Linked DNA regions of Mus musculus: all the other regions are linked to region 2. A link is a contact called in public HiChIP or PLAC-seq and promoter capture Hi-C data. All regions are on one chromosome and are shown on one strand. Each heading gives the region's core, a stretch centred on a gene start, on an enhancer-like site or on the middle of the called end of the contact. The rest is flanking DNA. Distances are from core to core; before and after follow the strand shown.

Region 1 (3,224 bases), core at 471-2,970, 1.2 Mb before region 2:
ATTACAGACTCTACACATAAGTATTGGCTTCAAATGTGTATTAAGTTGCAAGAGACTTGTAACCATGCAGCAGTGTGTCACAGTAACTTTCTGCTTTCTTCTTATTTTAAAGAAACTGTTGTAAACCCTTAGGAGCATGCTCTGAAATGTCTTCATAAAGATTAAACGATATAGCTAATTTTAAGAAGCATCGTTTCAAACACCAGATAAAGTCTTGAAACTCAGCTTGCTTCAACAATTTAATAAAATTATGACTCATTTCAGTAAGAACATGCTTTTTTAGTAAGAAAAAAAAAGCTTTCTGAGCTATGTTTGAACCCCTAAAGCACTTGGGACACTCACACACCCAGTCAGCACAAGTCTTGAACTCCTAAAAGATTAAAGGCAAAATAAATTGGTGTGTATTGAGAATGAAAAGAAAAATCCCCAAGGGTACTGATTTATAAACAGAAGTAACACTGAAAGTCCCCTGAAATCCCCCAATCACCAATCCTTATAAATTCAGCACTTTGCACATCGCTCCTTTGGGAACCTGTAGTTAAAGTTACAGGGATACCTTCGCTGACTTGTGGCTGGTAAACTCTTCAAATTACACCCAACAGGGTCCTTACTGTTTAGCTCAATGGTTCTCAGCCTTCCTTTAAAGGGTCTCAGCTGCGACCCTTTAATACAAGTTTCTCATGTGGTGGCCCCAAACATAAAATTATTTTCATCAGTATTTTATAACTGTAATCTTGCTACTTATGAATCATAATGTAGAGATCAGATATATATCAAACGTACAAGATAACAGTCGAGCAATCCCAAGTGGGTCGGGACCCACAGGTTGAGAACCAGTGGTATGGGTTTGGTTTAAAAAAAAAATGAATCAGGAGTGCACAAGTTCCTGAGAACTGCTAGGGGTTGTTTGTTTGGGATCCAGTAGGTTTGTCCAGCAAGTGTTTGACGCAGGACCCAGGACCCGAGCGCACTCTGCAGAGGCAGAAGTGCGTGGTAGGCACCTCCTAGGGTGGGTGGGCCCGGCGTGTGTCTAAGTGAGGGAGGAAGGGCTTATGACAAAAAGCCGGTGGTGTGTGGGCTGCAGGATCTGGGAGGAGATTGAAAAATGAGCCCGGGGCTCGATCTGTCAAAGGCTGTAGCCACAGGGCTGACTGTATTTAAGTATCCTTTGTCGCTTACCAGTGAATTAAAGATGTCCCTTTAAAATTAAAACATGAAAAACTGGACCTAGTCAAAAATCGTTGGGGGTTGGGGAAGTACGCTCACTCTATTCAACCGATCATCCCTCACACTCTCTGCTCCCGGGTGTGTTGAAGTCGGGGCGCAGTTGAAACCCTGAAGGCAGAAGTGTGTCACCCAACCCCATCGAGGTGCCCTTGAATGGAAGCGCTGCTGATTCGGGCTCGGGAGCCCCGGAGCCTACGGAGAGGAGCGACCGCGTAGCCCCGAAAGCGGTAACAGCGGGACCCGGTGTGAGCCGGCGCCACCCGGCCACGGAGCGGGGTTTGCGCAGGAAAAGGCGCCACCGCGGCCCCGGCCGCCCCTCCCCAGCCCGGGCTCCCCGCCCGCCCGCCGTCCCGGCCGCGCTGCGCGCCAGGAGCAGCTCCGCGGCGCGAGAGGCGAATGGGAGCGGCGGCCAGGCGGGCTGCAGCTCGGGCGACCGCGGAGGCGGCGGGCAGGGCGCGTGCGCACTGCAGGGGCGCCAGATTTGGCGGGAGGGGGAGTGTCCAAACCTCTTTGTTTGATGGCATCTGTTTACAGAGTTACACTTTAATATCAACCTGTTTCCTCCTCCTCCTTCTCCTCCTTCTCCTCCTCCTCCTCGGTGACCTCCTTCTCCTCCCCTTTCTCCGGAGAAACTTCGCCCCGGCGGTGCGGAGCGCCGCTGCGCAGCCGGGGGAGGACGCAGGCAAGGCGGAGGGCAGCGGGAGGCGGCAACCGGTGCGGTCCCCGGGGCTCTTGGCGGAGCCCCGGCCCGCCTCGCCATGGCCCGGAGACCCCGACACAGGTAATGGGGAGGCTGAGAGGGCGGCCTCGGGCTAGGGCGCGCGGGGATCCAGGCATCCCGGAGCAGGTGGGAATGCCTTCCCTGTTGGTTTGCGGGGCTGTCAGCCAGTGGCAGAAGACACTCGGGAGAAGGATGAATGGAAAACTCTGCGAGAAGCGCACGGGTATAGTGGGAAGCATGCCCTGAGGCTCTTTTTTATTTTATTTCCCTTTTTCTTTCTTTTTTCTTTTTCTTTTTGCAAGTTGCTCGGGGATTCGTTTCTCTTTGGGGGGTGGGGTGGGGGGGGGGCTCGGCACTCTTCAGCCGAGGACTGAACGGTTCCATCAGACCCGAGGAGCCCACCAGGTGTTTGGCTTGATGCCCCGAGTGTCGGCGAGGGAGTCGCAGCCTAATTGCTGCATGCATTGAGGTGTGTTTGCACTTGAAGAGCATATGGCAGATATAGGGAAAGGCCGGGTTGTTTAGTAGCTGCAGGTAGTTCATTTAAATTTCATTCATTCATTATGGAGGCGAGAGAGGTGTCAGCTGACAGGCAGGCAGCTGCAAAGATTTTAGGGGGACAAAATGGGTTTGCAGATTGTTTTAAACCCAGCCGTTTGAAGATTCTTGTACTTGTTATGGAAGAAGCTTTTGCAAACACTGCACGCGCCCGCGTCGCACATGTCACCGCACCGGCCGAGATGATGCGTGCACTCTCTTTCCATTTTGGCCCCACCTTCGGGAAGAGGGATCCTCTCGGAACTGTCAGTTGCTGGCGCTCAAGTCCGGCCCGACTCGGGGTTTCCCGAGGACACGCCGGGGCTCCCAGAGAGCAACAGATGCGGGGCTTAGCTCGGTGGCGGTCGCCACTCGGCGCAAAGTGCTGGAGGCAGGCGGCACCCAAGGCAGCTGCAGTGCACCCCGGGCGATGTCGCCGCTCTTCTCCTGGGCCGCGCACACGTGGAAGCAGCTGAGGTCGCCGCTGCTCCCAGCACTCTGCTCCAGCTGCTTTTGGTGGCCCGCCTCTGGCAAAGCCACCGACCGACCGACCCTAAGGAAGATTCGGGGGGGGGGGGGGGAGTCCGCGGAGACACAGTCTATCCGCGCCCGCCTTTCCACTCGTGGTTTGATTTTCGCTAAACAATCTGTTCTCTCTCTTTCTTTCCTTTCTTTCTTTCTTTCTTTCTTTCTTTCTTTCTTTCTTTCTTTCTTTTTTTTTGGGGGGGGGGGGGAGCCA
Region 2 (3,239 bases), core at 568-3,067:
CCAAGAACCAAGCTATAATATATTAAATTCATGTTCAGTTATGAAGACAGACTGTTTAAAAAATACCCAAACCAGAAAGTCTCAGTTTATTTAGTCTGGCTTTCTTAACATGAAGTTCTTCTTGTTCTTAAAATATTCAGCTTTGGCTGAATTCCAAAGCAGACATAAGCCTCCTTCAGGTGTTTTAAAGAGGCTGTAAGAGAATTAGATTGAAGTACAAAACCTTGTGATCACAAATGGGAGAAGCTCACTGTGTTTGAAGACAAAAACCAGGCTTCCCACCACCACGATTATAAAAATTAGCATGTCTATTTACTTGATCCCATTGGATTTCAGTAGCACACAACCATTCCTAACATTTGCTGACAGACGGCTGGCTAATTGCTTTAGTCATCAGAACTCTCTTAACAGTTTTTGAAATCTGAAATGGACTAAAAGGGAGACATTCCGGTGGATTACATTAACAATCACTTTAATAGTCAACCGAATCTGTCATTAAAATTGCATGGGAACTCTTTAAACCATGCCAAATTATAAACTCTTCCACTCACCACAGTATCTGAGGTAATTTTTTAAAAAAACAAACAAACAAACAAAAAACAAAACAAAAAAAACTGGTTCTTTGGGCAAGATTCTAACAAAGATCACACACATTTGGTGTGTTTCACGGTGCTTTTACTCCAACATATAGTTATTTGACCGTTCAAAGTAGTAAGAGAATGGGAAATTGAAGCCACCAAAACTCGAAGGTGAAATGAGTTGGGGAAGGTCAGGCCGCGCTTTGAAAACTCAAACGAAACTCTGCACACAGCTGGCTGCTTAGCATAAGGGCATTTCTGTACTCCCAAGACTGCACAGAGAACAGAACATCACTTCAGTGGGCCACAGGTGTGTGTTTGCAAAAGCAAAACCTACCCACCTCCTAACTGAAGAGAAGTGATTGAAGCAATTATTCGCAATGGTGGGAGGAAGTGTTTTTCCGAGCCTTGTACTTGGACCCAGGGTCTTCGCTGCCGGATAATGAATAAATCAGCGGAGGATCTCCCGCACAAATACAGTCACTTGCACCAGCACACCCTCAACTAGGAGCGGCCGGCCTGAATAGTCCTGCAACCACTCTTGCCGCTCTCAAGGTGAGGCGTGATGTAAATAGGAAGCTTGCTTCCCGCCCACGAAAAACAAAACAAAACAAAAATCCCCCCCCCCCCCCAACCAAGACAGCCAGGAGAAACCGGCTGGGCAAAGCAACGAGCCGAGCTGCCACTCACCTGCGTTGTAAAAACGGTCCAGCACGGCGGTTTCCCCGAAGTCCAGCTTCCCGAAATGCAGGGTCTCCAGGGTGGCGCCCACCGCCTCGCACGCCTCCCGCAGGCTCTGCAGGGCCTCGCTCTCCGCCACCACCAGCTGCCCCTGGCTCGCCTCATTGATCACATAAGCCACGGTGGTACGCCGGCCGCCCCCGCTGCCAGAGTTGCCCCGGCCTCGGGTGGCGCTGCTCCCGGGGGCGGTGGTAGGGCAGCTGGTGCCGGGAGCCGCCGCGCTCTCCACGTTCCAGAAACTGCCCGGCGGTGGCGGCGGCGGCGGCACAAGCAAGGGCTGCAGGCTCGGCTCTCCCTCCGCCGCCGTCGCCGCTCCTCCTCCCCTCCGGCAGCTGCCGCCCTCCGGGATGGTGCAAAAGCCCACGGACGCAAAGGGCGGCACGGAGAAAGTGATGCCCTCGCCGGCTTCGGTGCCCATCTCTGCCTGCCGGGCTGCCACGGCGGCGACCCCGGAGTCCCCAGCCCAGACGCACCGTCTGGCTAGCCACAGCTCCGGGCTGCTCCGCGCGCGCCGGGCTAGGCAGCTGCCATCGCGCGCCGCGCCTTCACCGCCCCGCCGCCGCCTCCGCTCGGGCGCCCTGTCCCCCGGGGCCACGCCGCTGCCCGGCGGCGGCTCGCCCCTCCTCGGCGCCTCCGTGGCCACGCCGCTCGCCCGCTGCAGGGTGGAGAGTCCACGGGGTGGGGACGCCGGCCGCGGCGAGCGGGAAGGGACAGAGCTTCCTCCTCTTGGCGGGCGGACGAGTCGGCGGCCAACCTGCGCAGCCCGGCTCAAGGGCGCCGCGCTCGGGGAGCCGCGAGCTGTCGCCTGCCGAGCGCGGGCCGGGCGAGGGCGCCCTCTGGGTGCCGGCGCTACCTGGAGAACACCTTACGCGCGGTGGGCGGGCTACCCCGAGCCGCGTCCCGGAACCTCCGTGGCCGCTCCCGAAAGGATCCGCCTCTCTGCTCCGCAACAGCTCCCTTGCACCGACTCCGTCTCCTCCACCACCACCTCCTCCTTCCTTCCTTCCCTTCCTCTTTCACCGGTTCGCCGCGCCCTCCGAGTCCCAGCGACCGTCTCGCAGCCGCCCGTCCTCTCGGCTACCCGCCTGTGGCCGCCCACTCGTTGCAGCACAGAGAGCCAGGGCCCGCCCCTGAGGAGGGCGCTGCTGGGAAGCTGCAGCCTGGACCGAACCCACTGCTCCGGGACCTCAGAGAACTGGGAAAGAGGGCTGAAACCCTGTGCGCGCCTCGCTGCGGGACGGCGCAAAAGAAGAGTCTCTAACCCGCACTGTCCCGGTCAGCCCGCCAGGCGTTTGCAGCGCTGGGCGCAGCCACCGCGCCTCGCTCGTTCTGGTCCGCTCGTGGGCAGCGCGTGGCGCTGGATGCACCGTGGCAACACGCGTGCCGAGAGGCGGGAGGATCCAACAAGCGCCCTACAGCCCAGGCCTCAAATGGAAAGTGGTTTATAAGTGACAGGGGCGCTAAATTTAGAAGTGGTCGGCTAAATTTATCGTGGCAGCCGCTGGTACTTTTCATTGTAAAATTTCCAGTTGCTTACGCTGTTATCGTTAATGAGTAATTGATTGGCTCCATTGCCGAATGACTTAATACTCTCATATATCATCTTAAAGTCACCCCTTCCTCAAAATGCCAGATACCTAAGATAGAAAATGCATGGGAAAATTATCATTCAGAGTTGAAAGAGAGAAGTTAACTTATTTCATTTTTTAAAACTGAACCATACACAAATGAAAAGGCTTGATTGCTTTAGTGTGATCAAAAAGCTCCCGCTTATTTTGGGAAGCAAAACCAGATGTGTAAATTCCCAGAGAACTCTCCCAGAATGCTGTAGGTCATGTCAGGAAAGCCAAGGCAAGCTGCAATACGTAAAGGATTTGGATTTCCTAACTTGAGGTTAGTAAGCCAAAATGTAAGAGGCAA
Region 3 (3,053 bases), core at 338-2,837, 1.2 Mb after region 2:
CTCCCAAGCCCTTCCTCCATATCATCTTTACCTTACCAAATGGGGCCAACGTCTTCTGACTTCCTAAAGAAAACCAGAATGCTCCCCTCATGCTGCCTCTATCCAGTCTTCTCTATCCAGGCGTCAAACCCTTTGGCAGTGTCTCCCCAAATGTCTCTCTTCCAGACCACCTAAAGTCCAGTTTATTCTAAGGTTGATGTGAAACCTGCTTAAACTCCCCCAAGACATCACTCTCTCTGCAGACAGCATCCCTATCAGTAGAAATATATTTCTAATAAAAACTGAATTTGTGCTGGGTGTGGTGGCACACGTCTTGAAACCCTGCACTCAGGAAGCAGAGCAGAGGTCTCTGTAAATCCAGTCAGCCTGGTCTACAGAGCAAGTTCCAAGACAGCCAGAGCTACTAAATGAGATGCTGGTTTTGGGGGGAAAAATTAAAATACAAAGAACAAAAATTCGCTTCTAAGTCCACCCTCACTACCTGTCACAGCTCTCAGAACAAGGTCATTGCTTTCCAGTCAGGACTCTTGCCTGTAACAGCTGGCAAAGGAAGCACCAGAAGTCACTCAAATAGCAGAGGCTTACTCACTCCCCCCTCCTAGTTTAGTCCCCCTGGCTTCCCTGCCTATCAAAAGCTAACATCAACTGTCTGTGCCAGTGTGTCTCTTCAGAGGGAAACAACCAGTACACGAGGTAAAGGAAGGAAGGGAAGAGATTCTTTTATTATTATTATTATTATTACTATTATTACTTTGACAGTCTCGTGTCCCTCAAGCCCATCTCACACTGACTGTATAGGCAAGGATGACCTTGAACTTCTAACTTTCCTATCTTCACCTGCTGGTACTGAAGGTTTTAAAAAACATCTTTGGATTTGGGCTGTGTGGAATACATTCTTGTTGGCTGGGAAGTAGCTGAGGTCTAATTTCCTTGTGTATATACTGGGCCATTAATTTCTAACATACAGGGCAGTCCCACAGGTTGACTACTGGTCTATTTATAGATTTTAAGTTGTCAGTTAAATCTATTGATTTTTTTTTCTTTTTTCAATTTCTGCCTTAGCTGGTTTGGTAGAAATCTCAATGTACTAAGGGAAGCGTATTCATTTTAATCTTCTAAATCTTTTCTGGTTTAATTTTCACATCGAATTCTCTAATTATTAGAGAGAACTGTATTAGAGTCTAATGTATGCGTGTAATACATTGTAAGCTCCCAGCAGGCAGGCATATGACGTAGTTCTCGCTGGATGGCTCCAACCTTACACAGGGAGGGGACCAGCTGTTTACTATTTACTATTTATTACTATCTACCCCCTAGTGTAGCAGGTCTCAGAGATGCCTGATGCGCCGGCCCAGCAGGTGATTGGCACAAGCGACCAGGCCCCTCCCTGCCTTCCGCCCGTGGATCTCGGTGATTTCCCTAGGGCAGAGACTGGCCGGCAGCCAGCCACAGATCCCCACCTTTGGATGAAGCTTGGTACCCCAGGTCCTCTTGGACGTTAGGTAGACGGCCGGGGCCTCCCGGGTTCCCCTGCTGGTGAGCGCACCTGACCCGGCGGGCGTGGCAACAGGCGTGGCGGCGGGGCTGACGTGGCCTGTGGCGCGGAGCGGGTGTGATTCATCAGCGGCCGCCGAGAGCCATGGGGACGAGTGCCGAGGCCTCCTAGGCGCGTCCCCTGCGCGATCTCGGGGTCGGTGGCCTGGCTCTAGGAAGGCCAAGATGGAAGAGATCCTGAGGAAGCTGCAGAGAGATGCGTCCGGGAGCAAATACAAAGCCATCAAAGAGAGCTGCACCTGGGCCCTGGGTAAGTGAGGGCGATGCGCGGGAGCCGAGGGGCTGCGCAGGGACACCTGCTCCCGGATCACAGGCTCCTCGGGCCCCTGGGCAGGAGGGACTGCCACCGACTATGGGTTATGAATGTTGCCTCGGATACTTAATGCGGGGTATGAAAATCTTGGCTCAGCGTGGGCATCCAGCTGTCTCCATCTGGTTCCCTTACCGCTTCCCAAACCTCTATGGGAACCGTTGCCTTTGCTGTGAGGTAACCTCATTCCTGGTCCCTAGAGCCCATAGACAAGGGTTCCTCTCCCCCCCCCCCCCCCAATAGCCAAGTTAGGACCTCCAGCTTGTATGAAATCAGGGCCCTGGTTTCCAGGGGTATGGAAGAAAAAAGGAAGTTAATTAAAGCAACAGCCCTCTTCTCAAACACTGGTGAGTGGAACCAGGAAGGAAGGCTTGTTTAATTTGATTTTGCTGATAGAAGCCACCTTGCTAAATATTCGCTTTTATGGCTATTGTGCATGGAACATAACAGACTGAAGGAATTGTGTTTCTCTTGCAGTTCGGTTATTGACTTGCCCTCAGACAGGTGGGCTTTTAGTTGTGTGAGCTGTGCTAAAATTGAGATAAGTTCCTGGTAGCAAATGAGCATTTCCCATCCTGTAGGCTGCAGTTCTCAAAATCGGAAAACAAACGGAATGACATGTCAATTAGGCAAGACCAAGGCGCTGAGAATGGGGGGTGGGGGGGGTGGGGGGGGTGGAGTGAACTGTACTATATAGACAGCCCACTAAGCCCCTTGCTTTACCAGAGCCTGCGTGATATGCCTCTGTAACCAGCTAATTAAAAACAACAACAACAACAAAAACCCAGGAACCCCTTCCCTTGAAATAAAAACCAATCGGTGATTGTCATGATTCTGTGCTGTGTGCAACCTGGAAAATAAGGCACAGAAATGCCGTTAGCCGTAGGTCCAACTAAAGACAGAATTCTCATAGTGTTTTAGGTCATGCTGTTCTGACAGAAGGTCCTAATTCACATGTTTGTGCACACATGTGTGTCTGTGTCTCTGTGTGTAGACAATTGTAGCAGCACCATCCTTTGTTTAATCTCTGCATAGCCCTAAATTGTCTCAATTATTGCCCAGGGAGTTTATCTTGTAGGTAGAACTAGTGTTTGGCCATTTTAGTGTAATGTTAAATGCAAATGGACTAGCTGTCTGAGAAGCAGCAAGGCTCTTAAAGCCGCAGTAAGATTTCAGTGTGGCCATTACC

The links. Promoter capture Hi-C pulls out the DNA fragments that hold promoters and counts their contacts. HiChIP or PLAC-seq counts read pairs in DNA pulled down with a chosen protein or histone mark.
Region 1: a contact with region 2 is called in an H3K4me3 HiChIP or PLAC-seq map of the 230-238 cell line, with 4 times the contacts expected there. The contact joins the promoter of Myb here to the promoter of Map3k5 in region 2. A contact is called at or near these places in 3 of 39 promoter capture datasets (cranial neural crest, neutrophils and pre-B cells) and 1 of 115 datasets of contacts at active chromatin or transcription factors (the 230-238 cell line).
Region 3: a contact with region 2 is called in a promoter capture Hi-C map of hippocampal neurons, with 3 times the contacts expected there. The contact joins the promoter of Arfgef3 here to the promoter of Map3k5 in region 2. A contact is called at or near these places in 2 of 39 promoter capture datasets (the SN4741 cell line and hippocampal neurons).

The regions. Positions count from the first base shown.
Region 1 is chr10:21,159,480-21,162,703 of GRCm38.p6, reverse strand. Myb (myeloblastosis oncogene) reads left to right here and starts at 1,720. Exons shown (of 16, transcript NM_001198914.1): 1 at 1,720-2,008. The coding sequence starts at 1,986.
Region 2 is chr10:19,933,104-19,936,342 of GRCm38.p6, reverse strand. It overlaps Map3k5 (mitogen-activated protein kinase kinase kinase 5), which reads right to left and starts at 1,817. Exons shown (of 30, transcript NM_008580.4): 1 at 1,269-1,817. The coding sequence starts at 1,737.
Region 3 is chr10:18,742,292-18,745,344 of GRCm38.p6, reverse strand. Arfgef3 (ARFGEF family member 3) reads left to right here and starts at 1,587. Exons shown (of 34, transcript NM_001033258.4): 1 at 1,587-1,804. The coding sequence starts at 1,720. It overlaps Gm32926 (predicted gene, 32926), which reads right to left and starts at 1,874. Exons shown (of 5, transcript NR_152783.1): 1 at 1,461-1,874.